Regions from separate parts of the Mus musculus genome. Here region 2 is linked to region 1. A link is a contact called in public HiChIP or PLAC-seq data. All regions are on one chromosome and are shown on one strand. The core of a region is the stretch at or near the end of the contact, and the rest is flanking DNA. Distances in the headings are between cores, read along the strand shown. Region 1 overlaps Tle3 (transducin-like enhancer of split 3). Region 2 has its middle 27 kb from the start of Gm39350.

Region 1 (6,247 bases), core at 1,437-3,936:
GGACCTGGCCTCATGCAGCCTCTTTGTAACGCTGCCAGCTTGTACTTTTGGTTGGCTTTTAGGTATTTACTGGGCCACATAGTCAATATCTTCCAAGCTCCCAGGGGCTTTCGGGGAGGAGTCGCCATCCAAGCCTTAGTCCGTGCTGTATCCTAGGAGCCAGTGGCCAACTGTTTTGTTCCTTCTTGACAGAGGGGAGAGGACAATGAGAGCTGCTGATTAGCTGGACTGGTGTGACCAGAGGCCTATGCTTCTGGGGGCTTTTTGGCAAAGGAACAGAGAATGGTGTTAAGAAAGCAAACCAGTAGAAGTCAGTTCCAAATTGCAATTTTTAAAAAAAAAAAAAAAAGCAATAACCTTCCCAGCTCTCATGTACGATTCTAGAAAGTACGGCGAAAAGCAAACCAAGATTCTTTTGACACACCAGGAAGAAGGCTAATGGCCTGGATTCTAGGCCATGCTGGGCACTGGTGGGAGGGGGCACCATTAAGATGCCATATACGGGGCGTGCCTTCACTGCACTCAGGGAAGTAGAGTCAGGCTAACCAGTGAGAGGTGGCTTTGATAAACCACAAAGGTCAACTGTGATTTATTAAAGTGACCTTGTTTTTTTTCCTTGTGGGTCCTGACCCTCCTCCTTTCCTGGCCTTCCTGCCTCTCAGAGAGAGAGTCCAGCACGGTAAGTGAAGGTGCTTTTGGTGTAGGGATGGGGTGCGGGAGGAAGATGGGCCTGCCTAGAGGCCTGTTCCTAGAATTACAGGCCTGGCAAGTAGCCTGTGCTACCCACAGCTAACCCCAGTTTCCCGTTCTGCTCTGTGGGTGGAAGCTGGGGTTTTTATTTATCATTTGTTTATGTGTGCCCACAGCTAGAAGACCTGGCTTCAGGACTGGTATGTGGGTGACGGTGTCTCTACCCATATTCAGTACTAGGGGTAGTTACTGTCTATCATAATATAGGAGTTGCTGTCCTCTGTTGAGTGACCTTTAATTAGGGAAGCTGTTTAACTCTAGGCACTTGCCTGAGTGACCTCCAAAGCCCCCCTTACAAAGAGACATGGTCAACTGAAGCCATTAGCCCACCAACCTACATCTTCCAAGGGGCTCTTTGGAGTCACTGGCCTGAGCCCTGCGTTCCCGATGCTGCCTAGGTTGATGATGGTTCATCAGCCCCGTAGGCTGGATGCCTACTTCCGGCATAATCCCGAGCCCTCCTTTCTCCAGATGCCCAAGGTTTCTCCCTGCTCTGCACTTTGACTCTGTTGAAAAAAGTGCTAGCTAGCAGGTATTAAGGCCAGGCCGCCTGCGTGTCTGCCAGCTCAGAGATTTGCTGTAAATCTTTCTGATCACACCGAGGCTCCAAGGTTCTGTTTCAAGTGAATAAGCCCTCTGAATAAGCACACTGGAGTCTGGATAAAAAAAAAAAATCCTCCAGCGATTAGCAGAGCTATTTTATTCTTCATCGCAGAGCTTGTATCCGGGACCATCTTAATCTGCTAGGATGGCTCTCCTTATTACCTCATGTTAAGTAGGGCTTGGAATGTCAGGCCTTTAACTAGCCGTCCAGGCAGCAGCCTCCTCGGGAAGCTCTCTCTGCTTGACCCGCCTTCCTTTCCAATCCCTCCCTCCATCCAGACTGTTCTCATACCTCCCTCCCATTAGCTGTCTCTTCTTGCCCTGCCTGCCTGCCTGCTCAGAAATCCAGGCCCCGCCCGCCCCCTTGGGCTCAGGAATGGCTAGGCACAGAAGAAAGGATTGATTAAAGCTCAAGTCCATTTTGATTGCTTTGGTGTTGATCCTTAAACAGTGGCATACTTTTGGAGAGGCAGTTTCCCTACATAGAAGCTGGACTAGGTATGTCCACCTGCGTTGTCTCCCAACCCCACCCCCAACCTCCACCCCTCCCCAGCTTCAATCCAATCTCAGCCTTATGAGGTCTTGTGTCTTGACCTTGGAGCCCCTGTCTCCTCCTGCATGTCATGGGGATTACCCTGCCAGACGGCCTCTCAGCTTTGGATAGGCAGACCCCCTGTAGCAGGGCTCATTACTTGGTTAGCAGGAGGCCTTCCCCAGGAAGTGGGCATTGAAGCCCATTACCTACTTCTTCATACCTATTCGCTTTTGGCTTTGTGCCCTTGCTGAAAGCTTTCTGCCAGAAACCCAGAGGGACCCCCAAGTGTGCAGCCCCCCCCCAATAATGCTCCTGGCATCCAAGCTAGGCTGACTCAACATGGGAGCTGGGGAATGAACAGGGATGAATCCCATGACATCCTAGGGCTGGGCAGCTCAGGGAGGGCACCAGTGGGGGATGGGGAGTACTCTGGGGGCTGCATCCTCAGGGCCATGGTGTTGGATGGTGGAGATTGAAATAATCAGCCTTAGGAAAACAGCTTGTCAACAGTCAAGGCCTCCGGCAGGAAGGACAAGGCTGTGTCAGAGAGGGGAGGGGGCCGGGTGGACAGGCTGGAAGCTGTCCCAGAGGGGTTAGTCTGGAGTCCAATTAGAGGTAGCTTCATTCATATTTCCTTGCCTAGCTGAAGCAATAAAAAATACTTAGTTTTTTGGCCGCCTGCCAACCAGAGGCGGGCTGGATCGATGCCGCTAAATGCCTGACATGACTCTCCGGTAGCGGCGAGGGTTTTCAGCCTGACTGCATGAGAAGAAAGAGTTCCCTGTTCTCGCACTGGGTCGCAAGGAGAAACACGAGCAGCCACCCCGTCCCCTCCCTCCTCTCCATCACCCGCCTGCGCAGGGGCAGCCAGCCTGAGGGGCTGGAAGCATTTCTGCTTAGCACGGGGTGGCCGCCACCATCGGAGGAAATGAAATGAAATGACGGTGATTTTTTTTTCTGCCTGTGCTTGCAGCAACTAATTGAATTGCGGCTGTGAGCGCATCGCCGCCGCTCGCCCGGCTGCGGGGAAGGTTGAGCTGCAGTTCCATTATAACCTCCATTTTTTTTCTTCAAGGCTTGATAACTCTGCCATTTTAATTTGCTTCAGGCAGAAACTTGGCAGGGAAGGGCTGCCCAGAAAACCGGCTTAGGAAAGGAAATTAAGTTCTGCGGCTGGCTCCCTCCCACACCATTCCCCCAAACCCATCCACCTGCTGGCCACCCCGCCTCGTTCCTTGCCAGTGAACCCCATCCCTGGGCCAGCATTGGCCTCTAGTAAAATGGGGAAAGGAGACAAGAAGGGTTACCGTACCTGCCTTTAGTGTCCCTCTTTGTAAGCACATCGTCTTGCTCTGGAGTCCCACACGACTCCAGCATGCATCTTTAGCCTGTGTGGACTCCAGCATGCGTCTTTAGCCTGTGTGGACTCCAGCATACATCTTTAGCATGTGTGGACTTGTGGCCACTCTTATCCCTGTAGTTAGACCGGGGTTCTCTGACTCATCCTATCACTCCTGACATTAATGTCAGTCTGAACAAGGGTAGGTTTATCAGTACTTTTCTTATCACTAGGATAAGATAACTGGATCGAGGAAGGATTATTTGGCTCATGGTTTGAGGGTGTACAGTCCGTTATGGTCACATTGTGACTTGGAGGAAGCAGGAGTGTGGGGTGACTGGTTACATCCTAGCCACAGTTAGGAAGAAGCTGGCCTGTATCAGAACTCCCCTATAATCCCCTGTGGCCCTGTGTCTGCCAGCCAGAATCCATGTCCAGAAGGTTCCAAGGACAACCCCTCCCCCCAATCAGCTGGGACCCCTTAGCCTGTGGAGCACTTCACATTCAAACAGTGGTGCTTGAGGTAAGCCATTGAGTTCACTGAGGGGGCGCTAGGCCTTCAAGGTTTGCAGATTAGCCCTTGCCAGAGGTTCCCCCTCCCTGTGCACAGCCACAGGACACCCTGCTTCCAGCCTTCCCTGCTGCTCACCTGCCTCAGATCTTCTCTTTCTCAGGCTTGTCATCCCTAGGGATTCCCCTCCCTCCCCCTGGAGCAGAGGAAGAACTGAGAAAACTCCCAGTGCTCTCTCCCCAGCATGAAACCTACAGTCCTCTGCTGGGAGACCTTAGCTTGCTCTCTTGGGACACTTGTCCCCACCCTAAGGGAAAGGCTTAGTGGCCTTGCAGGCTTTGTGCCTTTGTGACACTGGCTTGTCTTCCGTTTGTGGGAGGATTGGCAGTGGAGGAGCCCGGGCTCAGGGTTGTTCATCTCTGCTTAGGGCTTTATCTGCAGCTCAGCACCTTTTCTCATTCGCTGCCCAACTTAAAATGGAAGTTCTTCATGTATGCTCATCTATGGCTCAGGTCTGACTTGAAAAGACACATCTTTCCTTGAAGTAAATAGAGTGACGGGTGCCCCTCACCCTCTTGGGACCTTGCCTCAGGCCAGGAAACAGAAATAGCAGTACCTTGCTTCTAAAAATTGATATCTTGGGTAAGTTCCCAGGGACCCAAGGTGTCCTGGGAACGTCGTGGGTGAACCACATCTGCAGACACAGGGTATCTGCCCACCTCCGTCTTCTGGCCCTCTGTCATCCGCTTACTCGAATGTAATATTGCCTGTGTGCAGTATTATACAATCAGCATGGAGGTTTGACCCCAGGGTCCTCTTCTTCCAGAACAATTCCGTGTCACCCTCTGAAAGCCTCCGGGCCAGTGAGAAGCACCGGGGCTCTGCAGACTACAGCATGGAAGCCAAGAAGCGGAAGGCGGAAGAGAAAGACAGCCTCAGCAGATACGTACGTAGGGGTCGGCGAGTGGCTTCGCCGGGTAGGGTTGTGACCTCCCTTTGGCCTCGACTCTGGCAGTTGAGTTCTGAGTCTGAGAGGCTGGTAGTTGTGTCAGGGCCCAGAGAGAGGGAGAGGTTTATACATACTCTGTGGTCAGGTGAGCCATTGGGAGAGAAATGGACAGGGGCATTACCCAAGCCTACATGCAGTCTTAGGAGAGATGAAGGTCCTAGACACCTCTCTGCTGCACCCCATGCTCCAAGGGAGTGTCCTGGGGTACTCCAATTGTGAGCCCCACCGTCTACACAGTCCACCCCAGGCATCCAGCCACGGAGACACAGTTTGTAACAACCTGATGGCGTGACCTTAACCTGTGAGATAACAGTGGGATCACGGTTACATGTCCTCCATTGCCAGACTGAACAGGGGTGAGATTTGAGTCTAGAGGAGGGGCTACTGCCAAGCCATCTTTGTCCCATCTGGCTGCCCTGTGGCTCTGATCATGTTACACAGAGCTCAGTTGTGCTACAGAGTGAAGCCAGTCACCTGCCCCAAAGTGATGGGGGGAAGGAGATGCTGGCTTTCAAAGGCTCAGGACTATCGTAATGAGGCTGCTTAGACACGTCAGAGCCCCAGAGGCTGCACTACAAAGAACTGGGAGGAAGGAATTCCAAGGCTGCTCATAGAGGGCAGGGGACCCAGCAGCCGAGAAGCATGAGCTTTGGGGTTTGGTTGGGGAAGTTGTTGGGGTGCATTGTTAGGCTTGGGCAGATCAGGGGTCCACATGCTCTTACTGGCTTCTCTCTTGCTTATAGGATAGCGATGGGGACAAGAGTGACGACCTGGTGGTGGATGTCTCTAATGAGGTAAGGGCAGGCCCCAGTTGCAGGTGGGGTGATTTGGGACAGATCCTCTGTAATAAGGTCTCTTCTGCCTGCTGCTGGAGCCGGGCAGTGGTGCATCAGGGAAGCAGGGAGACAAGTAGCTTCATGTGTGGGAACTGAAAGGAAGCAGCAGTCTTCGTGTCCCATAGTTGTCTAGGGTGGCCCTATCTTCCCTCTCCAGGGTTGGGGGAGTATGCTTTCCTGGAGAGAATTTCCCATAAGGCCCTGTGAACCTTGCTGGTTAGCATTCTGGACTTGTATGTGACCTGGGGGAGGTCACCCCACCTGTGAGGTAGAGGGCTCAGGGTCTAGATTGTTCAGAGCTAATCCCCTCCCACCCGTGCCCATTACCTTCCTGTTGCTAGGGCAGGGATACCTGCTTTCAGCTTAAAAGCTCTGTTACACTTGTCCTTTCAGGACCCAGCAACACCCCGGGTGAGCCCAGCACACTCCCCTCCTGAAAATGGGCTGGACAAAGCCCGTGGTCTGAAGAAAGATGCCCCCACCAGCCCAGCCTCCGTGGCTTCCTCCAGCAGCACACCTTCCTCCAAGACCAAAGACCTTGGTCATGTATGTGGGGGTCTGTCCTGGCACCTTACAGAGCTGGGGGAGGGGAGAGACAGGAGGCATGCTTGCAGAGGCTAGAGCTCCAGTCCTGCTGCCTGCAGGGTGGGAATTGGGTGTGGAA
Region 2 (5,583 bases), core at 1,892-4,391, 220 kb after region 1:
GCAAGGGGTCTGAAGACATGCTGGCCAGGTAACCCAGCTCAGTCCGAGGTTCTCTACGCTTCAGTTTCCACATCAGTACCACAGGAGTGGTGAGGCAGGGGCATGCCCACTGGCTTGGCGCAAGAGGTGCTGTGTCCAGCTCCTGCCTGTCCTTGATTTATCTTCTACCTTCTACTTGCTTGTTTTTACAGCTGGGGCTCCCCCCAGTATCCTCTAGAGCAGAGGAGGGCATGATGGGAAAGTGCAGAGAATTCTGGGTATCAGCTTCCCGAGAACCCCAGGCATCCTTCAGTCGGTCCAGGCTGGCCTCTTGCTTCCTTTCTGGTCCACTGAACTCCAGGGCTTGGGAACAGCGTCTAGGGACAGCTCCTCTTTGTCTGTGCTTCATGGTCTGGCAATAGATGTCTGGCTTCCCTGACCTCTCTCTGGTACCCCAAGTCAGAGGAATCTGCCAGGCTATACCACACACTCCCAGCAGGGATCCTAGGGGACCCCTCCCTCCTTTCCCTGCCGCTACTTGTGCTAAACCCTGAAGCCAAAGTCAACCTTCTGCCTTCGCCACTGCAGATACCAGAGACACCGTGGTCCTGGGCCAAGACTAGTACAGCAGTGAGGTGTTCTTCCCTCCCCATATGAGAAATTTAAGCAGCACCTCTCATGAGAGTGCACCAGCCATGATAAGCATTTCAAAGGAACGTATTTAAAAAAAAAATAAAAAGCAATGTCTAGATTCTTTGTAAAGGCTAGTGAACCTGGCCTTTAAAAATACTGATTTGTCTTGATCCTTGAGTGTTTAACCATCCTCACCTGCCTCCCCGACCTCACCCATATCTAGCTTTGGTCCTCAGCATTGGCCCTGACATTCTCCCCCACTGGGAGCAGACACCAGGAGTACTCTCAGGGACAGTAGCCATGCCTTCACACCTCCCACTGGCTGCTTGGCATATGTGAGTGCTGCTAGGAACAGGAATTACACCACAGCTTCTGGGGAATGTGTCATGGTGGGCAAGGAACAAAACCAAAAACACTGGCAATATCTAAGATGTTGGTTTAACTGCTGATTCTCCTGTGGTCTCCCTTGCCAAGTGTAATGGTTTGGCCTCCCGGTGGGGATGGGCAAACTTGGAAATAGAGCCTTGAGCTATTCTGATGTCAGAAAGCTGCCGCTGGTCCGCAGCAGGGGGGAGACTACACAGAATGGGAATGTGGTGGTGGCAGGAGCCAGGAGCAGATGTCACCATGCAGCTACCCAGGAGGACAAGACACTAACCAACCAGCTACCTTCTACCTTGTGATAGCCATCACATGCAAGACCTTAAAAAAAACCAAACAGCAACCCATCTCAGTGGAGAACCACCCTGCGGCAGGGCTCCTCTCCCATCAGATATTTCTAAAATACTTCTGTTCCAAACATTTAATCAACAGCTCAGCAGCTGTGCATTTCTAAAAGGCACAGCTGCCCAGCCTTGCCCTCCAGTGCACTGGAGCCAACAGTCCAGACCCCCTGGCTTCATGTTCACGGGGATCAGAAGTGCCAGCCCCTAGGGAGGTTCACGAAGGCCGGATTCTCCATCCTCACTGGCTCAGTCCACTGTGTGACAGGCGCTGTCTATTAGTGTCTGCCGTTTTGACTGACAGATCAGACTCATGACCCCTGTCATACAGCTCAGAGCCATGAAAGTTATCTAAACTTCACCCATCATTAGCCACCAAAAAGATTGAAGCTCAAGACATGATCTTGCACTCCTACACGCACTCCATCTTCATAGTCTACTGGAAGATTCTACCTACTGAGGTACCTGGTTGCAATATTTGTTGTTTTGAACACCTAACATGAGACAATTCTTTTTCTCCTCACTCAAATCCATGAGGTAAGCTCCATCATCTTGTTCAGTCTCCAAACAAGGGACCAGCAGCTCCCAGAAGTCACACACACATGGTCAGACACGCAGCTTCCCAGCTCTACCCCTCTTGTGCCTGGCAAGAAGAATCAGACTGTTGTGGCCCTCGCAGGACACCATCCACTGCTCCAGGGCTTCAGTGCACTGGCGGCTCACTGGAGCTGGTGGCTCAGCGGCTAGTGCTTTCTACTCTCCTCAGACATGCCCAGCCCATCTTTGTAGTTTGCCTGCAGGGAGAGGCTGCTGAGCCCTTTCAACTGAAGCCAAGGGACTTGGCTTGGTGTTCCTCTCGCCTGAGGTCAGATGCACCACACACCTCCCAGCCTGTGGTGAACAAGGACTTCATGAGCTTGTAACCCTGAGTTGCAGAACCCCAAGGGAGTGCTGTCCAGGCCTAACCCTGAAGGCAGATCTTAGGGAAGATGTGAACATAGTGACTTATGTCTTTACAATCACAGGATTTTCCCCCATTATTTATTCACTTATTATCTCCGTGTGAGTGCAAGCACGCACACGCCATGACTTGTGTATGATGGGTTAAGGACAACCTCGGGTGTCTGTCCCCCACCTCCAACCTCATTTGAAACAAGGTCTCTTTGTTTGGCTTTGTCCAGCCATGTACACCAGGCTAACTGGTTCACATGCTTCCAGAGATTCTCTGTTCTCCCCATCCTGTTTCTCTGTAGGGACAATCAGATTACAGACATGTGCTATTGTTATCTGGCTTTTCCATGGGTTCTGGGGATTCGAACTCAAGTCCTCCCACTTGCATAGCAAGTGTGCTAACCCCTGGGCCAGGAAGAACCCGGTGCTCAGTCCTCTCACTTCCTATATTACTCCAGGCAGGTGGTGTATAGTCCTAGACTCCCTGCGATCACACTGGGGTCCAGCACATCACAGAAAAGGATGCAAGCTCAGAAGTGGGGTGGGAGTCATCTGTGGTCTTTAGGGTTTGGGGTGAATACAACTAGGTCAAAGGCCAGTCTTAATTTACAAGCTCCTGGGGAGGGGGTTTGCTTTTAGGGGAGTCTAGAACTCCCCTGCTCTTGCCGGCTACCAAGGAGTCCAGAGTGTCGTCATCCATACACAGTTATTCCCTCCTCTGTGGCATTATGTATGCTGTGGACATCAACACCAGTGGCGCCTCTGTGTCCTTGGCCATCCAGTGGGAGGAGACGCACAAGATGAACAAGTTGGGGGCCTGGGGGTGGGGGTAGGCAAAGGAGCACCGCAGGCGACAGCATTAACTTGTTATGTAAATACCTTATTCAATTAGGCCTCCTCCAACACCAGTCAGCTAATCACTCATGCCTGGCTGGTTCATGAATATTAAACCCAATTCCCTTGGCAGAGCATCTCAGGGGTGGGAAACCGTGGTCTCCAAGGAAGAGAGGAGAAAAAGTAGATGCCAGAAGTCCTGTTTCAGAGGACTACACAAATCACGCTAGGGGGAGGGGTGGGGAGAAGCTTGGTGAGGAAGCGCCTCACCTGCATAACCTAAAAAGGGGGACAGGTGTTCAGTGGCTCTGTAGAACCTCCAGGCTGGGCTTGATAGGCTGTGTGACCTGAGGGAAATGACTTGATTTCTCTGGGCCTGATGTCTTTATCTGTAAAATGGCATAGCAGCCTCCACCTTGTCTGTGGTTGTGATTCGTGAGCATATATATATATATATATATATATATATATATATATATATATATCCCTCAGAGGCAGCTCATGATCTGGATCCAGGATCATCTGCACAGGAGGAAAGAGCCTTGGGCTCAGAAGCAGAGCAGGCAGAAGGGAGGGGGATGGTGAACTAGCAAGGAACTCCCTTTCCGTTCCGGGTTCCGGGGGCAGGTATGAAGGGTTTCTAGCTGAGGTGGCTGGGAAGATGGCTCAACAAGCAAGAGTGTTAGCTACATAAGTATCAGGGCCTGCAAATCCCTCAGCACTCAGGTAACAAGTCCCGTGTGGTGGTGTTGGCTCCTTCAATCCCAGTTCTGGAGAAGGAGAAGGATGAGGTCATGCTGGCTGCCAGCTGACCTTTCTCCAGGCTCAGAGAAAGCCTCCATCGCAAGGAGATAAGCAGAAGGTGCAGGAACAGGATACCTGACATCCGCCTCTGACCACATGCATGGACACACACATGAGCACACATATGTTCATATAATGCACATAGTAAGCAAGGAAGTAAATAAATAAAACATAGATGCATTGCCTCCTCAGCCTCCAGGATGTGTCTACTAAGAAGCCGCTGTGTGCTGGACCCATTCCTGGGGAGGCAGTGAGGGCAGAGCTGGAATCATTAGCTTCCCTGGAGTTCAGGTTGGTTTTGGCGGTGATCTAACTGAGAGAACAAGGAGGAAGCATTGCTGTGAAGAAAGACCCTTATGTCTTCCCCGTGTCACTCCAGGAGCCCTGGGCTCCTTGGCCAAAGTGAGCCCAGCCACATCTGTGAAGCCGTGTGTAGGCACTCCAATATAGTGAGTGAGTCCCAGCTTCCCCGTGCTGCTGCTCCCAAGGCGCAGACAGACTAGCGAAGCCATCTTGGACCTGCCAGCTCTGCTAGCAGCCGTCTCCACCTCCTGAGGTGGGAGGGCCACTAGCCACGCTCTGACGCTCCTCACAGACTGGGAGATGGGATAGCCTGTTTGTTCTTTTGAGCTACTGATTTCTAGAGGATGTGTCACAGCAATAGACAATTCTGCAATGGATGAGGACAGACAGACAGCCGGACAGACAAAATCAAATGTGCAAAAGCAATCAGAAGCTTGGTGAAGATAGAGCATCAGGAGACTAAAGTGGGAAGAACGGCGGGAATCATGAGTGTGTGTAAGTATGTGATGTATGTTTGTGTGTGTGAGAGAGTGTGTATGTGTGTGTGCATGCGTAGGTATGAGTGTGTGTATGTGTGGTGTGTGTGTGAGTATGTGTGTGCGGTATGTGTGTATGTATGTGCTGCGTGTATATGTGTGTGAATGTATGTGTGTGGTGTGTGTGTATATGTATGTGTGTGCAGTATGTGTGTATGTGGTGTTGTGAGTGTGTATATGTGTGTAGTGTGTGCACGTGTGTGTATGTTTGCGATCAGGACACACTCACAGAGGGATGATATCTGAGCAAAAACCTAAGGAAACCAGTGTTCCTGTGTGGAAGACAAATGTTCCAGGCAGGACATCATCCAGGGTGAAGGCCCTGAGTAGGGAAAGTAAGGACAGCCAGTCACATCCCCTTGTGGGGCCAGGCCTTTCATCCTGACTCACAGGGGCAGCAAGGGGCTGCTCAGGGTTGCGTCTCCCTCCTCAGGGATTGTGCTGCACTGGGGTCACATAGTCTCTGGTGTGAGGATTCTTATCTCTTGAGGATCCTAACTGTCCTCTGAGATCAGCAGTTCCATCCTGCAGGCTGGGCCACACACAGGAGGAGCCATTGTGTGGCGCTCACCAACTGCTTCCTTCCCTTAGCTCTGAATCCATTGTAGTCAGCGCTCTGGTGCTTCTTTAAAAATAAGGAAACTGAGGAAGAGAACACACGAGCCTCGCCCAGGGTCTTCCAGCAGGAAGGCAGCCAGCCAGAGGCATCCTATCTCACAGCCAAAAGGTTTTGTTTTTGTTTTTGTTTGTTTGTTTGTTCTTCGAGACAGGGTTTCTCTGTGTATCCATGGCTGTCCTGGAACTCACTCTGTAGACCAGGC

The links. HiChIP or PLAC-seq counts read pairs in DNA pulled down with a chosen protein or histone mark.
Region 2: a contact with region 1 is called in an H3K4me3 HiChIP or PLAC-seq map of embryonic basal ganglia, with 2.2 times the contacts expected there. The contact joins two enhancer-like sites. A contact is called at or near these places in 4 of 115 datasets of contacts at active chromatin or transcription factors (embryonic basal ganglia, embryonic stem cells and neural progenitor cells) and 1 of 9 other capture datasets (adipose tissue).

Annotation. Positions count from the first base shown.
Region 1 is chr9:61,402,790-61,409,036 of GRCm38.p6, forward strand. It overlaps Tle3 (transducin-like enhancer of split 3), which reads left to right. Exons shown (of 20, transcript NM_009389.2): 8 at 663-679; 9 at 4,565-4,684; 10 at 5,491-5,541; 11 at 5,977-6,129. Among named protein-coding and RNA genes, the nearest start is that of Tle3, 34 kb to the left of the region's middle. Within about 2 kb of position 2,687, at least 106 of the 459 cell types and tissues checked have an H3K27ac peak or open chromatin away from gene starts, as enhancers often do. A contact at or near this core is called in embryonic basal ganglia, where this site is marked.
Region 2 is chr9:61,620,025-61,625,607 of GRCm38.p6, forward strand. No RefSeq gene overlaps it. Among named protein-coding and RNA genes, the nearest start is that of Gm39350, 27 kb to the left of the region's middle. Within about 2 kb of position 3,142, at least 20 of the 459 cell types and tissues checked have an H3K27ac peak or open chromatin away from gene starts, as enhancers often do. A contact at or near this core is called in embryonic basal ganglia, where this site is marked.